Regions from separate parts of the Mus musculus genome. Here region 2 is linked to region 1. Evidence: chromatin contacts called from public capture Hi-C data. All regions are on one chromosome and are shown on one strand. The core of a region is the stretch at or near the end of the contact, and the rest is flanking DNA. Distances in the headings are between cores, read along the strand shown. Region 1 holds the start of Luc7l2 (LUC7-like 2 (S. cerevisiae)). Region 2 holds the start of 1700025N23Rik (RIKEN cDNA 1700025N23 gene).

Region 1 (6,214 bases), core at 2,618-5,117:
CAGCCCAATGTTCTTTTCCTAAACTTATATCTTATTAGAAAATTCCAAATATAGACAGACCCCCCAGTTACATGGGTTTGAGTTACACTGATTCACATATACAAACTTTATATAGTGTGACCAATGTTTCAACTCACGCGGTACCCTGCTTCCATTTATGCAGTATGCCAGGCATCGGCACGATTTTCAGTGGCACACAGGCGGTTGCCACCACCAGGGCCCTAGGCAAAATTGCAAAGAAGGCAAAGTTTGTCTTTGGCCCTCCCATCTCCCTTATGCATTTCTCTCCCACCTCCTGATTATCCTCCCAATGCCCAACCTCCCAATGCCACCAAGCTGCCCTTCTGACTGTCCAAAGCAACCCCCACACACATCATGGACTATCCTTTCCTGAAGTGCCCAGTAATCCAAGTTGTCTATTTTACTACCACCACAATGCCTATTCCTAAGGATTCTAGTGAGATTTAAGTCACTTAAGTGATTAGCTGATTTAAGTAATCGATGATACACTTAACCAACAGATTTAAGTCTCCAAGTAATTTAAAAAGGAATTAAAAGCTCTTTTCAGAAAAGTGTGGGTGGGGAATATTAGGAAAGGGGGAGCAACATCTTCCCAGAGTCCCAGATTCCTTTACTGTTCCAGATTCCTTCACAAATATGATACTGTTAAGGGGATAAATGCCATCTAAAGCACCACTATCCAAAAGTCTTGGCTGTTTTATAGTTGTCTGCAAGGATAAACAAAAAACAAAGCTACTTTAAATACCCACCCTTACCTACCTTTTCCATCTCTCCCCCACTTTCTGGGTTCCCAATTCCACCTCTTAAAGCCAAACACACAGTATTTTTGGTAAGCTGTCCCATGTGTATAACACGAGGTTTTCCATTATGTGGTCCAAATGACATGGTGCTTCTCAGTGATGTACCTATGTCCCTTATCCTTGTCTAATTTTGTTTATGGTACACAAAAAAAGGTAATTCTGATTTTATTTCAAGGTCCTCAATTAAAATTTCATTAAATAACAAGGAAATGTACTATGTTATGTCAAATATATGAAAGAACTAATACGGTACCTTAAAAAAGCTTTCTTTTTGTTTTCTTGAGCTATGGGATCTCACTGCACTACACCTGACTAACATTCACTCCTTTTTTTCCCACTTTTCCATAAAAGTAGTTCTTTTCTAATGTTTTTGCTTGAGGCAGGGTCTTGCCTTAACTCAGGCTAGCCTGGAACTATGTAACCTAGGGTAGCCTTGAACTCACTGAAATTCTCCTGCCTTAGCGTTCTACAAAGGCAAAATTGATGCTTCTTCTGAATCAATACAGCACTGAAAATCAAATCACTTCAACCAAATACTATTGTTTACTCATAAATATGTGTTTATTTTTAAGTTCAATAGGTCTGAAGGATTAAAAAATATTCAGGGACAGACACAGGAATATAAATTTAAGTAAAAAAATAATTAAACTTTAAGAATCCAGCTTCATTCTGGGACTACAAAGAGAAATTTACAGATATACTACATATTTAACAGTTCAGTTTTGTAATACTAGAGGGGGGCTGCTATCAGAAAATTGTCAGCCGGGCATGCCTTTAATCCCAGCACTTGGGAGGCAGAGGCAAGAGGATTTCTGAGTTCCAGGCCAGCCTGGTCTACAGAGTGAGTTCCAGGTCAGCCAGGACTACACAGGGAAAAAAAAAAGAAAAGTAAATTGTCAGGTCATAGTTACCTTGATCCAACTAACCTCCCAGTAAAATACATAAGGAAATCCTATCTATGCAGAAGTTACCAATAATGGCATCAATTCATATTTAAAGATTACATAAGGTAAGCCTTTAAGATTTCTAAAATGTTATTACAAATATTGAACTGTTAAGTTCCTGTATGAAGCCCCTTCTAAATATCCTCACTTATGATGGAGAAGGAAGAAAGTTAAGACATGCTGCAATTATAAACATTCTTACCCAAGCATGAAAGGTTAGGTTATTCCAGTGGTGTTTTTAATTACTTAACTTTCAAGGGATTACTTACTACTCACAAATAAATCTTATTTTCTTTCCATTTTTTCCCTCCTCTCTATACAATAAATCTGTTATCCACCTGTATCTATCTTTAAGAAAAATTTCCAGTGGGTTTTTATTAGGACTTAACCTTACACTGAAAGCTGTATTAAGTATTGCTAAAAAAGATTTGAAATAGGTTCTATCTTCTCCCATATTTTCCGCAAAGAACTCAAGAAAATTCAACAGGATTTACAATTAAGCTAAATTTATGTACGTCTTTTCTTGTAAGCCAAACTTGTCCAAAAAAAAAAAAAAAAAAAAAAAAAAAGCATTTAAATCGCTAAAAAACTTGCCTAAACGAGTTTTTACAAGTCAGGATTTGGACTTGTTTTTTTTTTTTTTTAAGAAAGTGCTGAACTTTAATTTGAAAGTACATTGTTAATTATCCCCCAAAAGCAACATTTCATCATTTTTAGAAACAAACACGTAAATAACTCTTTCTAAGGATTCTAATCTAACTGTATTTTTAAAAGCCCTTTCCTTCAATTCTAATTCAGTGGGCATCAAATATCCAAAATGATTCTGTTTTCAGCACAGGTAAAATTTGCCAATATTTACTGAAGTCTCTAATACGTGGTCTAACAAAATGGAGGTCTCTCGGTGGGAAAAAAAAATAGGCCTAAACACTTCTACAAAATGGGGCCAAACACACCCACTTTAAGAAACCATGGTTTGGGTCAGATTTTCCACACACACGAAAAAAAAAAGTTGATTCTGTAAGGGCTCGACGAAGCGTCCCTGGAACTGGGGGTTAGTAGTGGTTTCGTTAAGACCAGGGAGGGAGGGGATGTTTCTCTCCACACTCTAGAGGACGGCGGCGAGGGGTGATCCGAAAGCCCAGAGGAAAGGAGCTGGAGCTGGGGGTGGAGACCTGAGCGCCCCGCCGGTCCCTGATCAATAGTCAAACTGACCGCCCCACTACTCCAAGACAGACTTGGGCTCTCCCAACCCCGCCAAGTCAACAGCAAAAGGCACAAACTCCCCTTTCTGCTCCCAGGCCCCGCCTCGCCGCATTGGCAGCAGTTCCCGCCAATCCGCACGGTCACCGCCCCCAAGACCGCCTGCCAAGCCCTGATTGGACTGGAAGAGAGACGGGGGGGACCTCGCGCTACCAATCTGGGAACCCCTTACTCGGCCGCACGCGCGCGCCCAAGTGCTCCCTCGGAGGCCTCCCCCTCCCCAGGCACGGCCCCTCCCCCACCCCCAGGGCTCTGGCAGCGACTTACCGTCCCGAGAGGTGCCCATTAACTGGTCCAGCATAGCGCGCATCTGGGCCTGCGCCGACATGGCGGCGGCGTAGCGGGCGGGCGGTCGGGCGGGCAGGCAGGCGGGGGTGGGGCACCGGCCGGGCCCTGGCGGGCGGGGGACGAGGGGAAGGGGTGGGGGAGGTGCGGCGCTGTCTCGGTGGCCGCCGCGGCCTCGAGGCCCGCGAGTAGGGAGTCGGAGGGGTCGTGGAGAGTCCGGGCTGCGCTCCTCACGACGGCGTGAACGCGGAAAATGGCAGCCCCCCTAGAGAGTGAGCCCTGGTGCCCTCACTCTCCGTCCGGTTCCTGAGACAGACGCGACACAGGCTAAGCCGACTCTCGCCTCCTCCCGACACCAACACCCGCCAGAAGCCGTCAACCCCCCCCCCCAGCAAGCGAGCTCTGACGCGGCTCGCAGCCGCCGCGACGGGAGCGCGCACGCAGCTCGCGCCTAGTCGTTTCCCGTGGGGGTTCGGCCAATCGCCATCCACGTCGCTGCGCTCCGCCCTGCCCCTCCTACGAAGGGTCCCACCCTAACGGCTCCCGAGCGCGTTCACGTCTGCTCACCCCGCCCCTCTCGGAGGCTGAGTCTCGCGAGAATGATGCTCTTTTTTTTTTTTTTTTTTTTTTTTTTTTTAGCCTACTCCGAAGCCTCTTCGGCCCCGGGCGTCTAAGCAGCAGGTCACTTAGGCCTTTGCTGTTTGCCGCCCTGGCGTCCAGCCGCAAATTAGCCAGTGCCGAGCTTAGAGCGAGTCGCAGTAAGTAGTGCGACAGAAGTTCTCAGGGTTAGTGCTTTCCCGACGGATGCTGGCGGAATCGCAAGCCCGTGGGAGCCCCGAGCCCGAGCGGAGGACACCTAACCTTATCCTCAGGCCACTGCCCCTCATCAGTGCCCGAGTTCGGGACATGTCAGGTTCAGGAAAAAGAAAAAGCAAACAAACCGCGAAATCAACACAGTGGAAATCAGGCCTCCCGACCCCTTCTGCTACGTTTAGGACAGCTGGAAGCTGCTAGTCTGAATTCGGAGCTGGGCAAAGTGAGAGCTTGGGACAGGCCATAATGCAGAGCAGCGTTTCCGTGGGGTTCTTGGCTGACTGTCGCCCTGCACTCCCACGCCCTGCTGACTGCGACCTTCCAACCGTAGTTGATTTCTTAATCTCAAGGCTGGTGGGGCTGAGGCCAGAGTGAGCCAACGGGAAATACTTAGGCCACGGCTGCTTACCGGTTTTCGAAAAGGAAAAAAAAACTGGCGAGTCTTTTAAGCTGAAACGTCGCAACTTTAGATAATAACTGGGAAATTATGGATATTTTTTGCCGTTTCATTATAATTGCCCATGCATTGAGGAACTAAAACTTCAAACTAGCGCCAGCTTCATATTAAAATCATATGAAAGAATCATCACAATTCCAAGGTTTAACTAGGCACTGAGCCGATGCAAATTACGTTATCTAGTCAGCAACTTGCCAAAAAAAAAAAAAAACACAATTATTCAGAGTACTGTTTTTGAGACAGGGTGTCAATGTTATGAGAAAAATAGCCTTAAAAAGTGAGAATACCGGAGACTCAGCATAGGTTAGGAATGGAGACATTTTTCACCTCTGCAGAAGTTAGGCATCACCCTGACACAAAAGACAAACTGAGCTGCCAACTTAGCATAAAACTGTTTAGTTGTTGTTTGGGTTTTTGTTTGTTTTTTTAATTACATGTCGTCTCTCTCCACTTTTTCTTCCCAACTTTTGGTTTTTTCGAGACAGGGTTTCTCTGTGTAGCCTGGAACTCACTCTGTAGACCAGGCTGGCCTCGAACTCAGAAATCCACCTGCCTCTGCCTCCCAAGTGCTGGGATTAAAGGCGTGCGCCACCACACCCAGCTTCTTCCCAATTTTTAACATTACCCTCTCTCCAAATTCCTCAGCCTTCTGGTTCAAGACACAAATATTACCCAGTGAAGTGCTTGAAGCCCAAGGTGGGCACCTGCTCCTCTTCCATTTGTGAGCCCAGCTGTATAGACGACTGCCTGCTACATTTCAACCCTAGGATCAATAGCAAGGGCCTAAACAAGCAGCCAGCTGCCAAGTAGGGATCATAGGGCCTAGTGTCTCCTATTTATCCGTGATTCCATAACCAGCTTTAGCTAATTGCAGCTCACACTAACAAAGGACCAAATGATTTATTCCTTAAACTGTGTAGCTCTAACTGCCCGGAAACTTGTCATCCTACCTCAGCTACTCTAGATTTAGGCATGTGCCACAATGTCTGGTTCAAAAACTAAATTCTAAACAATTCCAAACAACTACTTGCAGAGATCCTTTGAAAATTGTTGTACAATGGGAGCTGGAGAGTCTTAGAAGTTAAAAGTCTTTGGATCCCATCACCCTTTCGACTGCTCACAACCCTCGAACTCCAATGTCAGAATTGATATTTTCTTTAAGACACCAAGCACATATATACACATACATTGAGATAAAACAATCAAATACATAAAAATGTTTTTTTAAAAAAGGAAATTGATATAAATAGAAAACTGCAAACTATGTTCTAAAGAGATTCGCTATTACCCTGTATGCAGTATTATCATGAGAAACACATTCTTAGAAAAGTACACAAAAATGCTGAGTAATTAGGTTGAAGTGTTTGTGGATTTTGTTTGTTTGAGACAGGTTCTCACCGTGTAACTGTGACTGGATTGGAACTGACTGTAGACCAAGCTGGCCTGAAACTCAGAGATTGTTTCAGAATGGAAACAAAAGGAAAAGGATATAGGTTAGTGGTAGATCACTTCTTTAGTGCTGGTAAGGTCCTGGTTCCAATCCCCAATACTCAGAAGGAAGAGAAGGGAAACAAAACAAACCTTACAAAACACATTAGCCTAATTAACTTGAATATAGTTCAAAAATTGCATTG
Region 2 (6,214 bases), core at 2,287-4,786, 520 kb before region 1:
TCTTTGGCTCTACCTTGGCAGAGATCTGGTGTGAGGGTTTGTGTTGTCAACTCAACGGAAGGGAAAGTCAGCTGGGAGATGGGCTTGCAGTGTGTTATCTTGATAGGGTTAATTGTGGGGGAAGAACTGCCCACTATGGGTGACACCATTCCCTGTGCTGGGATTCTGGCCTGTGGAGTGGGGGAAGCAAGTTGAGCATTGGCATTCGTGCTTTCATTGTTCTCTGTGACTTCTCTACCATGATGGGCTGTAGCTTGGAACTGAAACCTAAAATAAACCATTTCCCCTTAGGCCTTGTCAGTATTTTGATCACAGCAACAGGAAAAGCAACAAAGGCAGACTCTGAGACTACAGTTCCAGTCCCATTTATTGGGAGCTGATGGCATGGCTAAGCATGGCAAGCCCGTGCTCTTGTTTAATCCGCCCAGCAAAGCAAGGTGGCAGCTCCCCCCTCCCCGCCCCCCTCCCCTGCATCTCTGAGAGGCTGTCACCTGGATGGTAATTGGTACAGCAGTAAAGCTAAGAGACACACAGAGATGCAGCAGAGAATAAAAGCTTGCAACAGTTAGCAAGGATGAACAGTTGACACAACCCTCCAAAGCTATTATATACCAGCAAGAAGAGACAGCTCAGACAAAAAGCTGTCAAAGGGTATGAAAAAGGCAAAGCCCAAGAGGAGGAATACAAGTCACAATGAAAAAAATTGCAAAATAGTAATATTCTGTTTCTCGCACATCAGATTAGAAGTTGGAAAAGACTGGTTAAATTTGGGGGGGGGTGCAGTTGTCATGGTTCCTAACATCTGGTGACTCTCAAGGGGAGGACAGATTAGTGTGTGTAGTCACCAGGGAATGGGTACCCCGTGGGTGGGACAGGGTACTGTGTGTGTGTGTGTGTGTGTGTGTGTGTGTGTGTGTGTGTGTGTGTATTTCTGTTTGACAGGTGTTACTGTTCATCTCTGAAATGTTCTCACAGGCTCGTGTTTTGAATGCTTGTTTCTCCAGATGGGAGAGGGCATTAATTAGAGCAGTCAGGCCCCTTTAAGAGGTGAAGCCTAGCTTCTGGAAGTAGGTAACTAGAGGCAGGCCTTGGTTGTTAAAGCCTAGGTCCTGGTCTGTTTCCTGGTCTTAAGAACAAATGCCACTGAAGTTCCTGTCACTCTACTGTACCATTACCACTGAGGTGGACCAAACTCACTGAGACCGTGAGAGCAATCCTTTCTTCCAAATGTCGTTTGTGTCACGAGTTTAGCCATAGCAAGGGAAAAAAGTAGGGAACACACTGAGTGACAGCCTCGCTCCTTTCAGTTGTGGGGGAGGGCTTTCTTCTGTGCCCCCCTCCTCTGCAGAGCAGCAAGAGGCAGCCCACAGACCAAGTCCATCCTGCACCTGTCAGTCTCCACAGACCCACCCCAGGAGGTTTTTACTCTACTTGCAGGAAAGAGGCTCAGAACCAGAGGACCACAAGGCCATTCCGCCAGGTGGGGCACTGCTAGTCCCTGATGCTAGTCCTGAGGCAGCTACAGTGTTACCTGGGAAACTGCTATAAAATGCAGAAATGCTAGTGGCAGGAGAGGAGGCTGTGCCAGGACACCTGGAGTCTTGAAGCCTATAAGAAATACTTGAGCTGATCTACGATGGTTCAGCCACTCAATACAACACAGCTGTTAGTGATGGATCGTCATGCCAGGTTGCAGCACACATAGGTGGTTGAACCCCCTGTCTATGAATGCTCATGAGTTTGGAAGGCAAGGGAGATGTTTGCACTTTGTGGTATAAAATGTCAGCCATTGCCTGGCTTTCCCAACGCTTGCCCACCTCCATTTGGGGGTTCTTATCACATTTCCATCTCCATCCTAGGCCCCGTGTGTGTGACTGGTGCTCTGTGATTGTTGTCCTGAGACTCCTCATAACCTCACTGTTAGATGTGCGTTCTGGGGTGAAGTGGGAAAGAGCTTGGGTACTTCTTCTGGGGCTTGGATGGCTGCTCCCTGCCCCTCCCCCTGTTACCTCCCTAGAGGAGTTCTCAGTTGCTTTCTCTGTCCTGACCCTTGACACAGATATGAGAAAATGTGAATGGGGCTCACTTATATTGCAGCATCTTGGGGTGACCATGTGGTCATCTTAGCTTCCAGCTGGAAGAACATGGGTATGTGGTGGGACTGGCCAGAGGGTGCACAGATCCAAGACTCCTGGAAGTAGTGCTCTGCTGTGGGGACTGTGGGAAGGGGAGACAGCTGGACTGACTTTCCCAGACCCCACCTGCAGTCAGGCTTGGGACTGGGGTTCAGGGCACCCGTGAAGGTCTGCGCTTTCTCAGCCCAGGTCTGAAGAAGTTTGGGGGTTCTGGGGATACTTCCTCTTTTGCTTTCCATCTTCAGCAGTTTGGTTTGTTTGTGTCCTCTGGCTGTTGACTTCACAAAACATGAATTGCACTACTTCTGTGGCTCTGCACGCAACTTTGGAAACTGGCTTTGTATGATATAAAGATGGGTGGAAAAATTCAAGGAAATAATTGAAAATGTAGGTGATTTTTTTTCTTTACTAAGGATGACTGAGTAGAAATGAAACAGCACCATGGCAAACGAGAGACCTTGGAGGAAAGTGAGCCGTGCTCCACCCGAATGCTCAGCAGTCCTCCTGCCTTTCCAGTAAAGAGCCCCATGTTTGCATTTCACTTTAGGCCTTACAAATTGTGTAGTCAGCTCTGGAAGACGTGACTAGTTAGTCCAAGGGGACCAGTGTAGAAAACTGGGTTGGGACAGAGAAAAAGGAGCCTGGAGTTGAGAGTGGGTATATCATGAGCTGTTGGTGGCCGCCTTCTGCTTTGTGGGTTAGTGAGCACAAAATACCAGTTGGTTCAAGAAAGAAACAAAGTAGATGTAAAGTGAGAGGCAGAGGCCAAGGGCAGAGATCATTTCCTGGTGCCTCATAGAATTCTTGGTCCTGTCTGCTCCAGGCAGGTTCCCACTCGTGGACCAAGTCAGTGACACTTTGAACCCTGCTATCTGCAACCACAGGAGTCCTAACAAATGCTAGAATGTGAGAGAAAAGAAGAAAGAGAGGTAGGGAGGAAGGGACATGGTGACTATACCACAATATAGAACTCTCTCTCTCCCTTTCCCTCTACACACACACACACACACACACACACACACATCTCTCACACATACACACACAAAACATGAATTGTGTGTATGTGTGTATATATGTATGTATTATGCATATATATATATATATATATATATATATATATATATATAAATTAGATGTAGGAGCTGTTTCTCTGATGGGTAAATAAATGGTGCTGGCTCCCAACTAAGCTCATGTGATTATAACCTGTCTGGATTTGTTAAAAGGAGGAGCTCACTGGTTGGGTTAACTGATGCCTTCATTATAAAGTCAACACCTTCATTTATTCTTTCTCTGCACTGGCTTTCACTGCCCCTAAACTTTGACTCAGGTGACCCGTGAGCATCACAATGGGCCAGTGTTCTGACTTTGTAGGCACTCAGGCCCACTCTGGGGGGGGGGTTGTTGGTGACCTGTGATGGGGCCCCTCAAGAGCCTTCCTGTAACCTCGAGTGACCCCAGGATAGGAAAAGTAAGCACACAAGGTAAAAAGAAACACACCCTTCATTTGAGTTAGATCCAGGCCAGGCAACAAAAGTCCAGGATCTCCGGGACACAAAGGGCCTGAGCTGAGCTGCCAGCAGAGGGCAGCAAACGGATGGTAAATGGGGACGCCCCAGTTCCTGAAAGGGACCATAGAAATCATTGTATCTGACTTCTTCATGATACAGGGGAGGAAAAATGAAGGCCAGGGAGGAAACCTGTGAGCCCAGAGTCTTGCTGGGAGTGTGTTCTGAGCACCTTCTACCAGGGCTCTCACCGTGAACACCTTAGACAGCTGCTGGGCGTGGTGCCAGAGATCCAGAGTGACAAGGGGAGCCACACTTCTAACAGATCATGGCAACGGGACGTCACTGGTGTTGTAGAGGAGAGGCTTGTGGGGAACAGAGCTTCTCATTCAGCTTGGGGAACCATTCATTCCTTTACCCAGGCTGTGAGCCCTGAGCCAGGCACAAGAGGTGCACGAAAGCACACTGGCTCATCGCTCTCCTCGGCTCCCCAGTTCAGCCATGGTGTGAGCAAGTGGACGTGGGTGAGATGGGAGAAGAGAGGGACACACATCCCTGGGGACCCAGAGGGAGGCACGCCCACGCTGGCCGTCATAAAGAAAAGTGTGTGGATGATACGTCAAAAGAGGATGAGACAAATACTACGGCTCCATCAGGGCAATTGGCTGTTTTGAAAGAATCATGGCTCATTTTGTTTTTAGTGTAGTGATGACATGTTATGAATTGTAATGTAAATATCGGATATGTAGATGGTCTTAGGCGACCCCTGGGATCCCCAAAGAGGTCACAACCCACAGGTTGAGGACCACTTCTGTCATCCCTACACCAGTGAACAAGAGACAGGAGCAAACCTGGGTCTTGATGGCCGCTGGTCTAACCAAATTAGCAAGCTCCAGGTTCAGTGAGAAATCCTGTTTCAAAGAGATAAAATACGCCCCCTCCCCCTCCCCCTCCCCAAGTGTCCTTGGAAGAAAAGGCTGGAGGCTCACTCAACATGCTTAAAATAGAAATAGCATCTGCTGGAGCTGGCGAGATGGCTCAGTGTGTAAGTGCTTGCGGAACAAGCTCAAAGACCCAAGTTCAGATCCCTAACACCCATATAAAAACTAGGCATGGCAGCCTTCTCTGTACCCTAGGAATGGGGACAGAGATGGAGGATTCCAGAAAACACTGACAAGCCAGTCTAGCTGACATGGCATGATCTAGATCTGATGGCAAACCCTGTCTCGGGGAGAAGGGGGGATCGTGGGTAGAGAATGACAGCTACCTCATGTTGACCTCTGACCTCCATGTGTACAAACATGAATAAGAATGCTGATCTCTCTCTCTCTCTCTCTCTCTCTCTCTCTCTCTCTCTCTCACACACACACACACACACACACACGCACACCTGTCCTGTCCTGTCCTGTCCACATAGTAGGAAGAGACAGAGGGGACTACACTGAGTTATGACTGGCCCACCCCAGGCTGTTGTCCCAGTTTCTAACAGTTGCTAAATATTCATGAGGATGTCCAGGAAGTGGGGACAGAGGGTAGCAGATTAAGGGGACAGTGAGATGGGGGGACCAGGATAACTATGAGAGCTGAGTAGGAGTATTCGCTTACTTCCAGCCAGGCAACATGTCAAACATCTACGTTTCAGAAAGATATTATGAAGTCACTCTGGATTCTGCAGCCTCCAGACTTAGAAGTAAGGAACCTGAAACCCACCTCTCACCTGTGAAAAAGCCCCATCTGTCCCTCTCCCTGGCCAGTCCTTGGGGAGCCACCATGTTCCACAAGTGAAGGACACAGTTATGAATGGATCGTACTACAGCTCCGGCCTTGGCCCCGCTGCCCGGGGCGCCATCAGTAGGTCCCCTCAGATGCCCCGGCCTGACTCAAAGGAAGGGCAAATGCATGATGGAAGTGTCAGCTTCCAGACACTGTGACAAACTGGTTGGTGTTTGTGGTGGGTACACCCACTGGCAGGACTCCTTTTGAGAAGGGGGATCTGTCTTCTGTAGGGAGTGTTAGTAAGAAAGGGATTCCCAAGGCTTATTAAAGTCATATCAACGGGGATTTGCTTTATAAAATGAATTTCTGTGCTCCTAGAAAGGAGAAAATTAAATATCAGGAAAATGGAAATCTGAAAAGTGCATGGGGCCTCCCCCACGTTCACACTCGCACATGATGATCCCTTGATTTTCAGAGAGATTGTCATTTATGTTTGGTCTTCACTGGATGGTAAATTCTAGCTTTGTTTCTTTTGTTTTGAGCCTCTTTTTAAAAATTAATTTATTCTTACCTTATGTCCATTGGTGTTTTGCCTGTCTGTATGTCTTTGTGAGGGCAACAGAGTCCCTGGAACTGGAGTTATGGATGGTTGCGTTCTAGCACATGGATGCCAGGGTGCTCTGCAAGAGGTCCTTTGCAGGTGTCATTAACCTCTGAGCCATGTCTCCAGCAACCTACATTGAACTTATTAAATGCTGTTTAATTTTTGTTTTGTTTTGCTTCCTTTTTTGACATAGGGTCTTTTTTGCCTTGTAGCCCTAGGTGGCTGTGAACTTGTGATCTTCCTGCCTCAGTTTT

Evidence for each region. Capture Hi-C pulls out chosen DNA fragments and counts their contacts.
Region 2: a contact with region 1 is called in a capture Hi-C map of macrophages, with 2.7 times the contacts expected there. The contact joins the promoter of 1700025N23Rik here to the promoter of Luc7l2 in region 1. A contact is called at or near these places in 4 of 9 other capture datasets (adipose tissue, liver, macrophages and 1 more).

The regions. Positions count from the first base shown.
Region 1 is chr6:38,548,987-38,555,200 of GRCm38.p6, reverse strand. It overlaps Luc7l2 (LUC7-like 2 (S. cerevisiae)), which reads right to left and starts at 3,867. Exons shown (of 10, transcript NM_138680.3): 1 at 3,293-3,867. The coding sequence starts at 3,353.
Region 2 is chr6:39,064,908-39,071,121 of GRCm38.p6, reverse strand. It overlaps 1700025N23Rik (RIKEN cDNA 1700025N23 gene), which reads left to right and starts at 3,536. Exons shown (of 4, transcript NR_040523.1): 1 at 3,536-3,616; 2 at 5,256-5,330; 3 at 6,173-6,214. All of the region lies in intron 9 of Tbxas1 (thromboxane A synthase 1, platelet), which reads right to left.